2 separate regions of the Mus musculus genome follow, and region 1 is linked to region 2. A link is a contact called in public Hi-C data. All regions are on one chromosome and are shown on one strand. Each heading gives the region's core, a stretch centred on a gene start, on an enhancer-like site or on the middle of the called end of the contact. The rest is flanking DNA. Distances are from core to core; before and after follow the strand shown.

Evidence for each region. A called contact is a pair of places that touch in the nucleus more often than the background predicts.
Region 1: a contact with region 2 is called in a Hi-C map of embryonic fibroblasts, with 2.3 times the contacts expected there. The contact joins two enhancer-like sites. A contact is called at or near these places in 1 of 39 promoter capture datasets (the 3T3-L1 cell line), 21 of 484 Hi-C or Micro-C datasets (the 3T3-L1 cell line, 3T3-L1-derived adipocytes, the AML12 cell line and 13 more) and 5 of 115 datasets of contacts at active chromatin or transcription factors (DN3 thymocytes, the NIH/3T3 cell line, the SCID.adh cell line and 2 more).

What each region holds. Positions count from the first base shown.
Region 1 is chr12:52,814,747-52,820,811 of GRCm38.p6, forward strand. The region is part of intron 2 of Akap6 (A kinase (PRKA) anchor protein 6); the gene reads left to right. Gm51971 (a long non-coding RNA gene) reads left to right here. Exons shown (of 2, transcript XR_003950181.1): 1 at 1-3,845. Among named protein-coding and RNA genes, the nearest start is that of Gm51971, 19 kb to the left of the region's middle. Within about 2 kb of position 4,070, at least 106 of the 459 cell types and tissues checked have an H3K27ac peak or open chromatin away from gene starts, as enhancers often do. A contact at or near this core is called in the C2C12 cell line, the NIH/3T3 cell line and embryonic fibroblasts, where this site is marked.
Region 2 is chr12:52,635,075-52,640,986 of GRCm38.p6, forward strand. It overlaps Gm35239 (a long non-coding RNA gene), which reads left to right. Exons shown (of 7, transcript XR_001780617.2): 4 at 4,868-4,957. Among named protein-coding and RNA genes, the nearest start is that of Gm23296, 33 kb to the left of the region's middle. Within about 2 kb of position 2,972, at least 55 of the 459 cell types and tissues checked have an H3K27ac peak or open chromatin away from gene starts, as enhancers often do. A contact at or near this core is called in the C2C12 cell line, the NIH/3T3 cell line and embryonic fibroblasts, where this site is marked.

The sequences.
Region 1 (6,065 bases), core at 2,820-5,319, 180 kb after region 2:
TACAGGCTTTCTGCCCCCTCTTCTGCAAAGATCCCTCAGCCCTGGCTGGTGTGTGTGTGTGTGTGTGTGTGTGTGTGTGTGTGTGTGTAATAGGAATCTCATTTAGGGCTTAGCACGCCAGTGTCTTGTTCTCAGCATGTTGACCAGTTGAGGGTCTGTGTTCTATCTACTGCAAGGAGAAACTTCTTTGATGAGAGATGAGAAATGCTGTGATCTATATATATAATAAAAAGTTATTAGGAGCCATTTTAACACTATATCCATTTAGCCAAATAATAATATTCAGTTCTACCCAAGGGCCCTGGCCTATATTTAGCCACAGGAATTAAGTCTTTCTAATCCTCATCCAGATTAATCTTTTTCATATTAGTGGTATTTTTGATAATGTGATGAAAGCTATAAACCATTTCATATACATACTCATAATATTTTGTGTTCTATATCAAGAGACGCTCTCCCACCCCCACCCCAAGACAGTTTCTTTGTGTATCCCTGGTTGTCCTGGAACTTGCTCTGTGGACCAGGCTGGCTTCAAACTCACAGAGATCTGCCTCTGCTAAAATGAAAGGTGTTCACCTCCCAGCTTCACAATTCTCTTAACCCCATTTGCAGAGGACTTCGAGTTAACCCCAGTATGTCATATCATTCTACTTTTTCAGGTCCCTGATTTCAAAATGGGAAGAGCTAGAGGGGCGGGGAGAACACAGCTGATTGCATTGTGCTGTGTTTAGTAGTATATAGACATGTGGGCCTTTCCGTTATATTTCTTCTTCTACTTGAGCATCAGGGGCTTTGAGAAAGCCTTCATTCCTAGCTGCAAAGTGAGATTACCAGAGAGCCTCACCTTACAAGAAGAACTTCTTACCCTGGGGACTGGGCAGGAGGGAATGTGAGGCCAGCCAGGCTGACAAGAGAGGCCCCCTCGAGAAACAAAATGCTTAATTAATACTGCCCTCTACAAGACTTTCTTTCTCTACTTAGAGACGGAGGATTAATGGTGAATGAAGAAGGCTAGTCATGCATTGGCTTGCATTCACACTGAGAACAGACACCAGGGCTTTTACTTGTTCATCTATTTTATGTGCATGTGTGTATAGAAGTCAGGGGACCGTGTGTGGGAGTAGGTCCTCTTCTTCTAGCATGTGGATGACAGGGCTGGAACTCAGCCTGTCATACTTGGTGACAAGAGCCTCTACCAGGTGAGCTATCTTACTGCCCACCCCTTTAGTGGAAAGCAGAACTCTAGCTTAGAAAATGGAGCTGGAAGAAAACAGCTTAGCAGCTTCTGAAAGAACCTTTACCTAAACACCATGGTATAAAATGTGTCTTCCTTGCTTTTTTTTTCTTCTTTTTGTTTGTGTCTTGTTTGGTTTGGGTCTTTAGGACAAGGTCTCAATGCATCCTCAGCTGGCTTTGAATTTATTACTTAGCTTTGGATGACCCTGAACTTCTGATCCTACTGCCCCCACCCTCTCCCCAAGTGTTAGGATTAACACAGGCCCTGCTACCTCCCATGTACGCAAAGCTGTGGATGGAGCACAGAAGGCTGTGACTACTAGGCAACCATATTACCAGCTGAGCCATGCCCCCAACCCTAAAGGTCAGGTCCCAACCATGAGGGCTGTGACTACCATGGCAATGAAGGGTATTCTGAACTCTAGTAGTTGTCTTGTCGAGTGTTCAGTGTATACTGGGATGTCCCAGCCTGCTTCCTAGATGATGGCTCATTTAGTACAAGCTGCCTCAGAGATTTCAAAAGCACCCTGAGAGAATGAGACTCAGCCGTCAGTCTCAACAGCTCACAATGGGGATTCTTCAGTCTCCCAAAGGGTTGTGATTCCTGGTTTCCTGTCATCCCGAGTGTCAGGGTGACCAAGAGCAAGGCTGAGTGGAACTGCTTGCGTATGCTGATGCAGGCCTGGTTCTTATGGTCTGGTCTCTATTACTTACTAGGAATTAGACACCAAACAGTACGATAACTTCTGTGAGTCTTAATATCTTTAGTTGTAAATATCTTACTTGGAAGGCTGTTGTTAAAACCAAGAAGGACCATTGTGTAAAACTCTGAAATTTCTCAAAGATCACATAAATCTTAGTAAATATAACTGTGACAGTTTCCCAACCAAAACACTGCTGCCACTCCTGTGACTTTAGTTAATAAGTGAATACATGGATACATGTGCTAGATTAGTGGCAAGTATATACACTACCAATCATAGTTAGACTCCTATATAATTTACTGATAGATACTAAAACACAACAAAATTATCCTTAGCCATGCTTAAAAGAAGCAGGCTATTTATTGTTCGAAATTGTGGTCAATAGAATATGATAAAAATAAACCTGATTTCCTGTCAAGATAAAAACAAACCCCACAGAACACTGTGTTCCTACATCAGCGTGTGTTCACACCGAGATCCCTGTACGCAGTACTGGTTGTCTCTAAGTCTTCCTCAGCATTAATGATAGTGCAGTTTTTAATGTTAGCACCTAAAACCTCATTTCCATATAACAAAGTACATCGGTACCAAATGTTTCCTCTTTCCTTAACTCTCCATGAAAGTTTTTGGTTTCCCGCTAAAAAGTGACATTGAGAAATTCCTTTATAGCTTTCTTGTCTTGGTTTGTTTTATTTTAGTAGGAATGATATAGTTTAAGGTAGGGAGATCGCACAGCAGGTAAGAGAGCTTAGCTATACAAGTATTGAGGACTAAGTTCAGATTGCCAGAACCGTGTAAAAAGCTAACTATGCTCACACATGAACACCTGTCACCTCAGAGTCTATATGGCTGTCGGGTGTCATTAGGGCTTGCTGGCCCAGCCTAGCTCCAGGTCCATTGGGAGACCCCGCCTCGAGGGAATAAGGCAGAACATCACAGAGCAGAGCACCAGATATCCGTCCCTGGTTGTGCTCATGTAACTTCGCATGCACATGAGCATACACACACACACACACACACACACACACACACACACACACTCAAAATGGAATGATAAACTTGGACCAATGTAGTCAACTGGGCTGATAAAGCTCCTTGTGATGTGTTTGGGGAGGGTGTGAAGGCATGCGTGTGTGCACACGCCTGCATGGGCTTGTGGGAGGCTAATCTCAGGTGTCCTTACTCAGTTGCTGCACACCTTCAGACAGGTCTTTCCATTGGCTTCAGTCAGTACAGCCTCCTCAATTCTGGGATCACTAGCATGTACTGCCACACCCGCCACACCCGTGATTTTCTGTAGGCTCTGGGGATCGAACTCAAGACCTCCCGCTTCCAAGGCAAATGTTATACTGACTGAGCCATCTCTCCAGCTTATTTTTCCCTTCCTTTTCCTCTTGCCTCTTTCTTTTCCTTCCTTCCCTCACCCCTCTATACCATCCTGCCCCCTTTCTTACTTTTTCCCTAGATACTGAGGTTTGAATTTGGAGCCTTGTTCATGCCAGACAAGCGCTGAATTAACTGAGCGATGTGCCCAGCACCAGGAAGCTTCTCTGATTCCGGAATCTCTAATGAAGTATTACTATGTTTCATTTCTAATAACCCAAGCTGAGAAAACCACAAATGAAAAAAAAGAGAGAGCTTGATTATTATCTTTTTTCTCAGCTGTCTAACAATCTGGCAATGAAAACCTCATTTGACGGAGAAAGGCTTCCTATCTGCAAACAGATCAGACTTGGGAAACACTGCAACAGACAACCCAGCCCCCACCCCATGCTTTGTGTAGGTCAAAAATTACGTTAACTGTTAGCTGGTTTGCACGATTCTCAAGACTCTCTTTTAGGCTGGCTGCTACATGAGAAAATACGGTGTGTTGTTGAGTTCTCCATTTTGATATACTCAAAGCTGGTAAGTAGAAAACACAAGCTTCCTACTTCCCACAAATCCATTCTGGGAGCTGAATAATTTATTACCCTCTCAGGAAAAAGGACCCTGCTGTCAGGGTTCCAGCTTCTACTTTCTGCTCCCTCCCATGATCCTCCTCTCTTCTTCATCTCCTGGGGAGCTGCAACAGAGGACGCTGCTTTCTTGGCATGCTCTTGTTTATTTGTGGGCGTGTGGACTGGTATCTAGGAAACTTTCCAAGGAGCACAGTCATGCACGGTATGGAAACCACATGCATACACCACACCCTGCTCCCCGCACAGCAGCGTCTCTGGAGAAGTTTCTGTTGACTAAATCTCTTCTGTATCTCCTGGCTGTCCTCTAGATGTGGTCCCGATTGCTTTTTGTTGTTCGTGGTGTTTGTGTTGATTTTTACATACTTTTCTGTTTATAAAGTAACACGTGAAATATCTATGTCTATCTCACCATCCTGTCCAGTAGGGTAGCGTCTGGTCACATGCGATTATTTAAATTTAAATTAATTAAAATGAACTTAAACTAACAAAAACTCAGTTACATGCTCAAACACAGTAAGGGTAGAGCGTGTCGGACTGGACTGGAAAGCCCAGAGAACGGCTTCTGCCCAGGGGAGGAGCCACACTGTAGAGCAGGCTAACTTACCTTCTCTCCATAGTTCTACTGTATCATACAGGGTCCTTTGCTCTTACTATAAGTGCTCCATTGTGTTCTACTGCTTGGATGGTCCTTAATTCACTTATCTACGGATAAATATATAGATTGCTTCTATTTTCCCTGTTTTGAAAACAATTTGACTCTTTTTTTTGCATATTTGCCTTCGTATACTTATCTAAATGTTGAAAATTGGAATTGGTCTACATTGTCCAATTTTGGTTCATATTTCCAAGCTACCCTTTAGCAACTGTATCAAATGACTGTAATTCCTTTGGCCTGCTGTGAGTCACTGAACTTTGCCATTTAAACTAGAGCCATTAGAATACTTACCCTGTCCCTTACTGGGTAATCACGAGATACAAGTAATATAAACATACTAATACTTTAAAAATAAAACATCAAGGCCATGTATGGTATTTATATTAATTTGTATGATAGTTGTAAGGACAGGGGTGGGAACCACGAATATGTTGTTATCTAGTTTAACACAAAAGAAAGAATAGTTGTGGAGATCGGGGTAAGATTGCGGCCCAGGAGATTTCCTTATGGGGTAGAGCCTGTGGCTCCAGAATCATTGTGATTGTAGGCATAGGCATTTGCTAATAGGAAGGCAGAACTCTCCAAGGACACTGAGAGAAGTGAGGTGACTTTGGTTTTGGTGTTAGAATGGAGAGAATGAGATGACAGACCATCCAACTATTCTGTTCTTTCTATACACAACACAAGACTCCAGAGACATGAAATGAACTAGTGGGGCTCATTCCTAGCAGGTGGTGGAACCCAATACCCCGACTTCTTACTGTCTAGTCGGGGTCTCCTTTAGGGTCCCCCTCCCACCACCCCACCCCCATTTTGAAGGGTACAGTCAGGAGATGATTTTACTGTCTTGAACGTGAAAGTCATGCTGGTGTTGGGTAACTGACATTTACTTAGTCTATTCTTGAAACGAATACTTAATGAAGGCTAGCGAGGCACGTGGAAGTCGGACCTCACAATGCTGCTTACCAGTCACTTGAAACGGCAGCAGGAATCCTAGAACTGTCCATGCTGACTCTGGGGCCAAACGACAAATCGCATCTGCTCCTTACAAATGGCAGCCACGCCATGTCACCTTCCTTAGGAAGACGCTCTGTTTTTAGTTCACCTCGAATTTTAGTTCCCTTTAAAAATAGGAAATCAAATGACTAGGCAGCCTTAAGTTATGCAGGAGATTAGGAGTAGCCTGTAAAACCAGCCAGATGTCCAGGACCTCCAGGCTCTGTCTGAAATGGCCTCAGAATCCCTTCCAGGGAGGCTGTAACTGCTAGACTTCTTCATGGTCCCTCTTTTCATTGGAATGTTCAACTTTAAAATTACTTTCTATTTGTTCTGTAAGAATTTCACATATACACATAACATATTTGATATTTTCATTTCCTACTCTTCCCTTTACCTCCCTCCAGATAGATCTGTCCTCACTCCTCCCCCCACCCCAGCTTGTGTCTTTTTTTTTTTAAATAACTTTGGTCTAATTTGTGCTGCTCATATACTCATGCATGTGGGGCCTTCCAC
Region 2 (5,912 bases), core at 1,722-4,221:
ATCCACAATTTATCAAAATGCTTCATTTGTCATGACAACTTGCCTAGAAATTTGAAAAGACCTTTGCTATAGGCTATAACATTTCCTGTCATGTTTACGAACAGTTGACTGAAGCCAGGGAGTGGCCATCTGTGAGCATTTTGGTGCAGCTAAACTGGGGGCTGACAGAGGTTGACGGTAGTCATTTGTATATAAAGAATTCATTCCCAAAGTCTTAGCTATCAAATGCCAAGAAAGATGATTGTGAAAGGCAGGGACAGACTCAAGTATTTCCCAGCTGTTGTGGGCCCAGTTGTGTGTGTAATTCTGCCTGGAAGTGTTTACTCCTTGGTTGTCTAAGCAGAACTTTGTGGTGGCAAGTAAGGATTACTGGGCACAGCCAGCAGTTATCAAGAGATACGTGGTTATGCCAGTGAGCCTTACAGGAAAACGTTCAGCTTGGGGATCTTCAGCCACCCTCTTACATTGTACTGCTTGAGAGGTTTGTCCGGGGATTGTGTGCTGCACACATCTTCTAAAGACAGAGTCTTAGCTAGAATGTTTTCCAGGACTCTCAAGCTTCTCTCACTTCTCTTGTCTGCGTTGAAGCTCCTTCGACCTGGATATTGCAACAGCAACCCCTAGTGTGTTACAGGGTGAAAATAGAACTCCAGCTAATAAGGTGAGATGGAACAGGATGTGGCAAACAGGCATCTTGTTGTTTATTGAGCATCACAGGCAGAACTAAATAAGCAATATCATCGTGTTTTCTAGGTCTGGACAGCTGGGAAAAAAAGAAGGTAGCAGGAAGTTAGGTTTTAGATTACTTTAGAAAAGAATGCATATGCTAAGAGCCAGAGAGTAGGAGGGGATCAGTAGGTCACTGGAGAAGGGAGCTGGTCTTGTGAACAATTTGCTAGTCTTCCAAAGGCTGAAAAACTTGGCTGTGCACAGAGAGAGTGGTTAGGGCTTGGTCACAAAGGTCTTGCAGCTGATCTTTCAGATTGGAGGCCTACAATGGGGGCAAACGTCTTTTTCCCCTTAAGGTGGTTAAATTGAAATTCTAGAGATGTCAAACAATAAACTAAAGGCTATCAAAGCGTCAGTGGATGGTAGGTATTTACTAGTAATAGAGTTTTGATGAAAAGTTCTAGATCCAAGTAAGATAGGGAACTATAAAGAAGGTGGTGGTGACGGTGGCAATGGAGAGATGAGGCAGAGGGGATGGGAATGGGGACAACAGAGCCCACTCTCATGGAGCTTACAGTTTGTTCAGCTGCCAAGGATCAGCTCACCACAGCTTAGACCTTGGTGTTTGTATGTTTTGAGCATGAGTCACATACCGGCAGAGCGTGATTCCTCAAATGGAAAGTACCCATATAGTTCAAGATGTTGTCTCCTGCTTGCCCTGCCTGTCTCTTCTGAAAAAAGTGTAATCCCAAATGCCGGGTCCACCAAAGGGCTATTTTCTAAAGAAAGAATGATGGAGCCATGTACTTTTGAATGGTGAAGATGACAAACCTTGAGGTGACAGGACGGTGATGATGGGGTAAATCCTGACCCTAGGGGTGCTGAGCTGTGGCTTTAAGGACTCTGTTTCTCAGGGTCAAGTTTCACTCCCCATAGAAACAGCTGCATTGGCTCCTGCCAGGTCCTTTCCAGCAATAAGAAACGTTGTCTCAGGAGGCAGATACCATTTGAGAAAGTACAGAGCATAGGACATCTTGGGGACCCTATTATTTGGGGATGAGGGAAGACCAGACTGAACCTGAAAAGCAAAGAAGAGAGCATGAAGAGGGAGTATGAATCTAATAATCAAATTCAAGCTGCTAAGTGTTTCTAGGATTTTTATTCTAGGGTTCATTTTCTTTTTTCTGTTTTTTAGGGGGGGTTGTTTGTTTGTTTGTTTTCTGAGGCAGGGTTTCTCTGTGTAGCCCTGGTTGTCCTGTAACTCACTCTGTAGACCAGGCTGGCCTCGAACTCAAAAAATTGCCTGCCTCTGCCTCCCAAGTGCTGGGATTAAAGGCATGCGCCACCATTGCCCAACCCCTCAGGTTCATTTCCTGACTTGCATTTACTTAGGCCTGAGAGTGGTACTGTGGATATGATTGTTGGATGTTTGGGAGAAACACAGTTAATCTTACTTTTGTAGTTCAAATTATTTTTCAAAATTACTCACAAAGCTCACAGTCGTAGTCCCGATTCCTAAGTTGCAGTGGCTTCTTTAAGAACTACATGGTGTGGGTTTTCCTTTTGTATGGGATGTTTTTCCATTACCTTTCTTGTTCAGGGCAGGGCACTGCAGAATGAGATCCTTAGTCCTAGAAAGCAAGCCATCTGCCTTGTGTAGTACCTGAAATAGACACTGAATTATGGTGGTTCTCCTGTGTAACTTTGACAACTGCACAGCTTTTCTCCTTAAAAAGAGGCAATGCCAAGTCCATGGATGATTTTTTTTATATATACTATAATTGCATCTCCACAAACACAGGTGACAGATGACAGTGAAAGCTTCTGTTGGGACTAGTGCTGTTTTCAATGCAGAAGCTACGCGCTGGGTTTCTAACACGGAGATGGTATTGATCCAAGCCTTTGCAGTTGATCATCCAGGGTTTCCTTGTGTTATGCTTCTTCCTGCAGTTTCTGCTTCTCTGTGAAAACCAAAGTATCATGTAACCAGGATTGTAGGGTGGAGTGTGAGTGCGGCTTTAAAATATGCAGAATCCTTTCCAACACATCGGGCATTTACAAAAAAAAAATGTTTTTCACGTTGGGGATTGAATTCAGAGACTCGTGCTTGCTAAGCACACCCTTAGCCCCGCTAACTTTTAAAGAACTGATACCAAGGACCTCTGAGAGACAAAAAAAAAAAAAAAAAAAAAAAAAAAAAAAAAAAAAAAAAAAAAAAAAGCTGGGTGGTTTTGGAATTTTCTATGTGAGTGTTCTGCCACCTGCTGGAAAGGGCTCAGCAAGTTCTGAGAGCTGAGAAGCAAAGAAGCTGGTGCAGTTCTGGGCCCTCTTCCTCTCCACCCGGGCCCACTCCCAAGGCTGGCAGATAATAAAGCCTACAGTCTCTGTGCGGTTGGTTTCCTATCGACTCTCACAGGCTGGGAGCTGGTTACCCCACAGGGATTTCTCCTCTGACTTGTGTTGAGCTCGCTCTCCCAGCTCAGGCCTGGGCTGCTTCGCGAAGGGTCCTCACATCATCTTCAAGCTTCAGAACGCCAGGGATCCAGTGTGTTGCCTGGTGTTCCCTGTTTGCTTTGGTTTAAAGTGAACACAAAACAAAATATCTAATCCAAGTTAGGCACTACGTAAGCAGGAGGGCCAACTGACCCACTGAGAAAAGATATAGCCTCTTTCTCTCTGTAAGGATTATAGTCTCCCTACTCCTGAGTGCCAACACGGCTTCTTATTAAGTGATGCAGATCAGAGGCGTAAAGTACCATCCTCTAGACAAACTGCTGCAGCCTTCCTGAGATAAGCCTTACCCATTGCTAGCGTGCACCACCGAGGGCTGTTGTCATCACTTCCTAGAAGTGATGGATAGTCGTTGAACTCTCAGTAGTGCGTCCGGCCACTTTCCCCAGTCGTTTACAAACAGTTCTGCTCTAATTGCATGTGGCCTCAGCGTCTGGGAAAGGCTGAGGCATACAAGCTGGGGTAGATTAGGGAAGGGAGTGTCCATCCAGCAGCTATGAGGAAGCCACCATCCATGTTGCGTGAAGACTTTGCGGTGTGGCTGCTTTGGGGCTGCTGTCAGTGTCCCTTTACTCATGCTGTACACATAAGTCCCATCAACGTTCTGGTCCCCTGAGGTCAAATTTAGTGGACTCCAAACTTTGATTTGTCATTGAGATTTGGGGTGTGTGTAGGGTAGACATTTACATCTTTCTCAGGGAAGGAATTTTGGTGACAAGAATTAAAAATGTTCATTTTCCTGGCCAAAGAAAATGTTAGTAGCAATAAATCAAACTCCTTGCAAATGTTTCCCGATCTATAAAATCTCCAAATTTGGGCAAGCACAGTTTTTAAACCCTATGGTCTCAGCTTTTCTTTCATGTGACAACTTGTGAGAAAAAAAAGTGGGGTCAACAATTCTCAGTTGTGACTTCCATCTTTTCCCTGGAAAATTCGCCATAGAATTTTCTGTGCTGTGACCCACATAGGAACACAAAAATAAAAGCACAGTGGAATGAGGGTAGCGTCTCCTCACTAACTGGGTCGCTGCTTCCTAGACGGATCTTGTCTGTAGTAAATGCTTGGCCTGATTTCACCGTCCTTCAGGTCGTTTACTTTCTCTGGAGTTCTGGCAGGAGGATGCCCTTCCTGGATGGATGTGTGTATGCTCCTCCCATGGGGAAAACTTAGATTTTTTTGGCAGCCAGGCCCTCAAAGCAACTGGGACAGGGTGTGGAGGCCCAGCTTTGTCGCCCTATTGAAATTTCTCAAACACACAATGCTTTGGAAATATTTTTTACACAGGAGTACAGCATTTTAATATCTATGATTAGCTGAAAAAATAATAGCTACTAAATGAATAAAACTGACTTTATTATTAAGGAATATCATTATGAATTTCCCCCAAATGTTTTGAAGCTTTAATTCAGGCAACCTGTGACAATTAAAAGGGGAAAAAAGAAGACCTACCCTGGCTGAGGCAGGTATGGTAGGTGGCTTCATGTAACCAGAACTGAAAATTGGTAGTAGAGAAAACCTGAATTAAAACTTACTTTAAAATTAACTTTAAAGAGGGTAGATGATGTGATCGGAGTAGGTGGGGGCTGAGAAAATTTGTACTTAATCCAGAAAGTCACAAGGTGACTTCATTGTAAATAGATGGTCCCAAGGAATAAATGGGTTTTTGTTTGTTTGTTATTGATAACAGTTTCTGAACAACCGGAAGCCATCAGAATCTCAGAGATTGGAGTCTTATGGACACACACAGAAGTTGTACCCTCAAGGCCACATGAAGAAGGTAAAGAAGGACCCCCGATTTACATACATGGGACACACTGTTACAATTATGTTCAAGAAGTGATCTCATTAAGCTTTTGCAACTTAGCTGAGAACTCAGCAGATCTGTATCATCTGGGAAATATTTTAGACTTTTAAATATTTTCAAAGAAAGGCATTAAAGTGAAGAAAAAAAATTCAACAGAAACAAAAGTTTGCAGGGGTTGCCTTGTAGCCAAAATTTTGATAAAGATGGGTATTTTCCTACCCATCTCACCCCAGTGGTAGAGCTGATAGAATTAATTTGCTCTAAATCCTCTCTTGCTAAAGGTGACCAGGCAGGGGCTGGGGAGAAGGCTCAGCAGGTAAAAGCACTCGCCTCCAAGTCTGGCGACCTAAGTTTCACCTTCGAAACCAAATGGTAGAAGCTGAGAACTGGCTTCCATAGGGGAGCCCTCTGACCTCTACAGGGGAGCTGTGCCATGCATGACTCCCTCACAATAAACAGAGCCAATGTAATGATGGTTTTCTTTAGCAGGTGACCAGATAGAACTTGGCCTGTTAACAAAGTCATGCCAAGTTGTATTACCTGGAATTCTTCCCTTCTCTTCAGTCTTCCTTGTATTAAAGAGCTGATGGCATCTCAACATCACTTACATCTTAAAATCCCAGTTTCAACAACAACGGGAACTGTGAATTCCCTAGGAAGATTAGGAAGAAGACAAATACGGAAGCTGCACCTTTATTTCCCCGGGTCACAGTCTTCTGTTAGTGACCCCATATGTGTTTCTTTCCCTGTGGGGTTTAGTCCTGCCATCCCACTTGTCTTTCGAAATACCTACTAAACTGAGTGGCTAGAGTAAGTATGCTTCCATCTTAACATGGGAGGAGGTGTTTTCTTGTCTCTCTTTCCCTCAGTCATGGATCTTCTGGCCATACGGAAGCATAAATGTCAACAACTTTCTGTATGCTCAGTG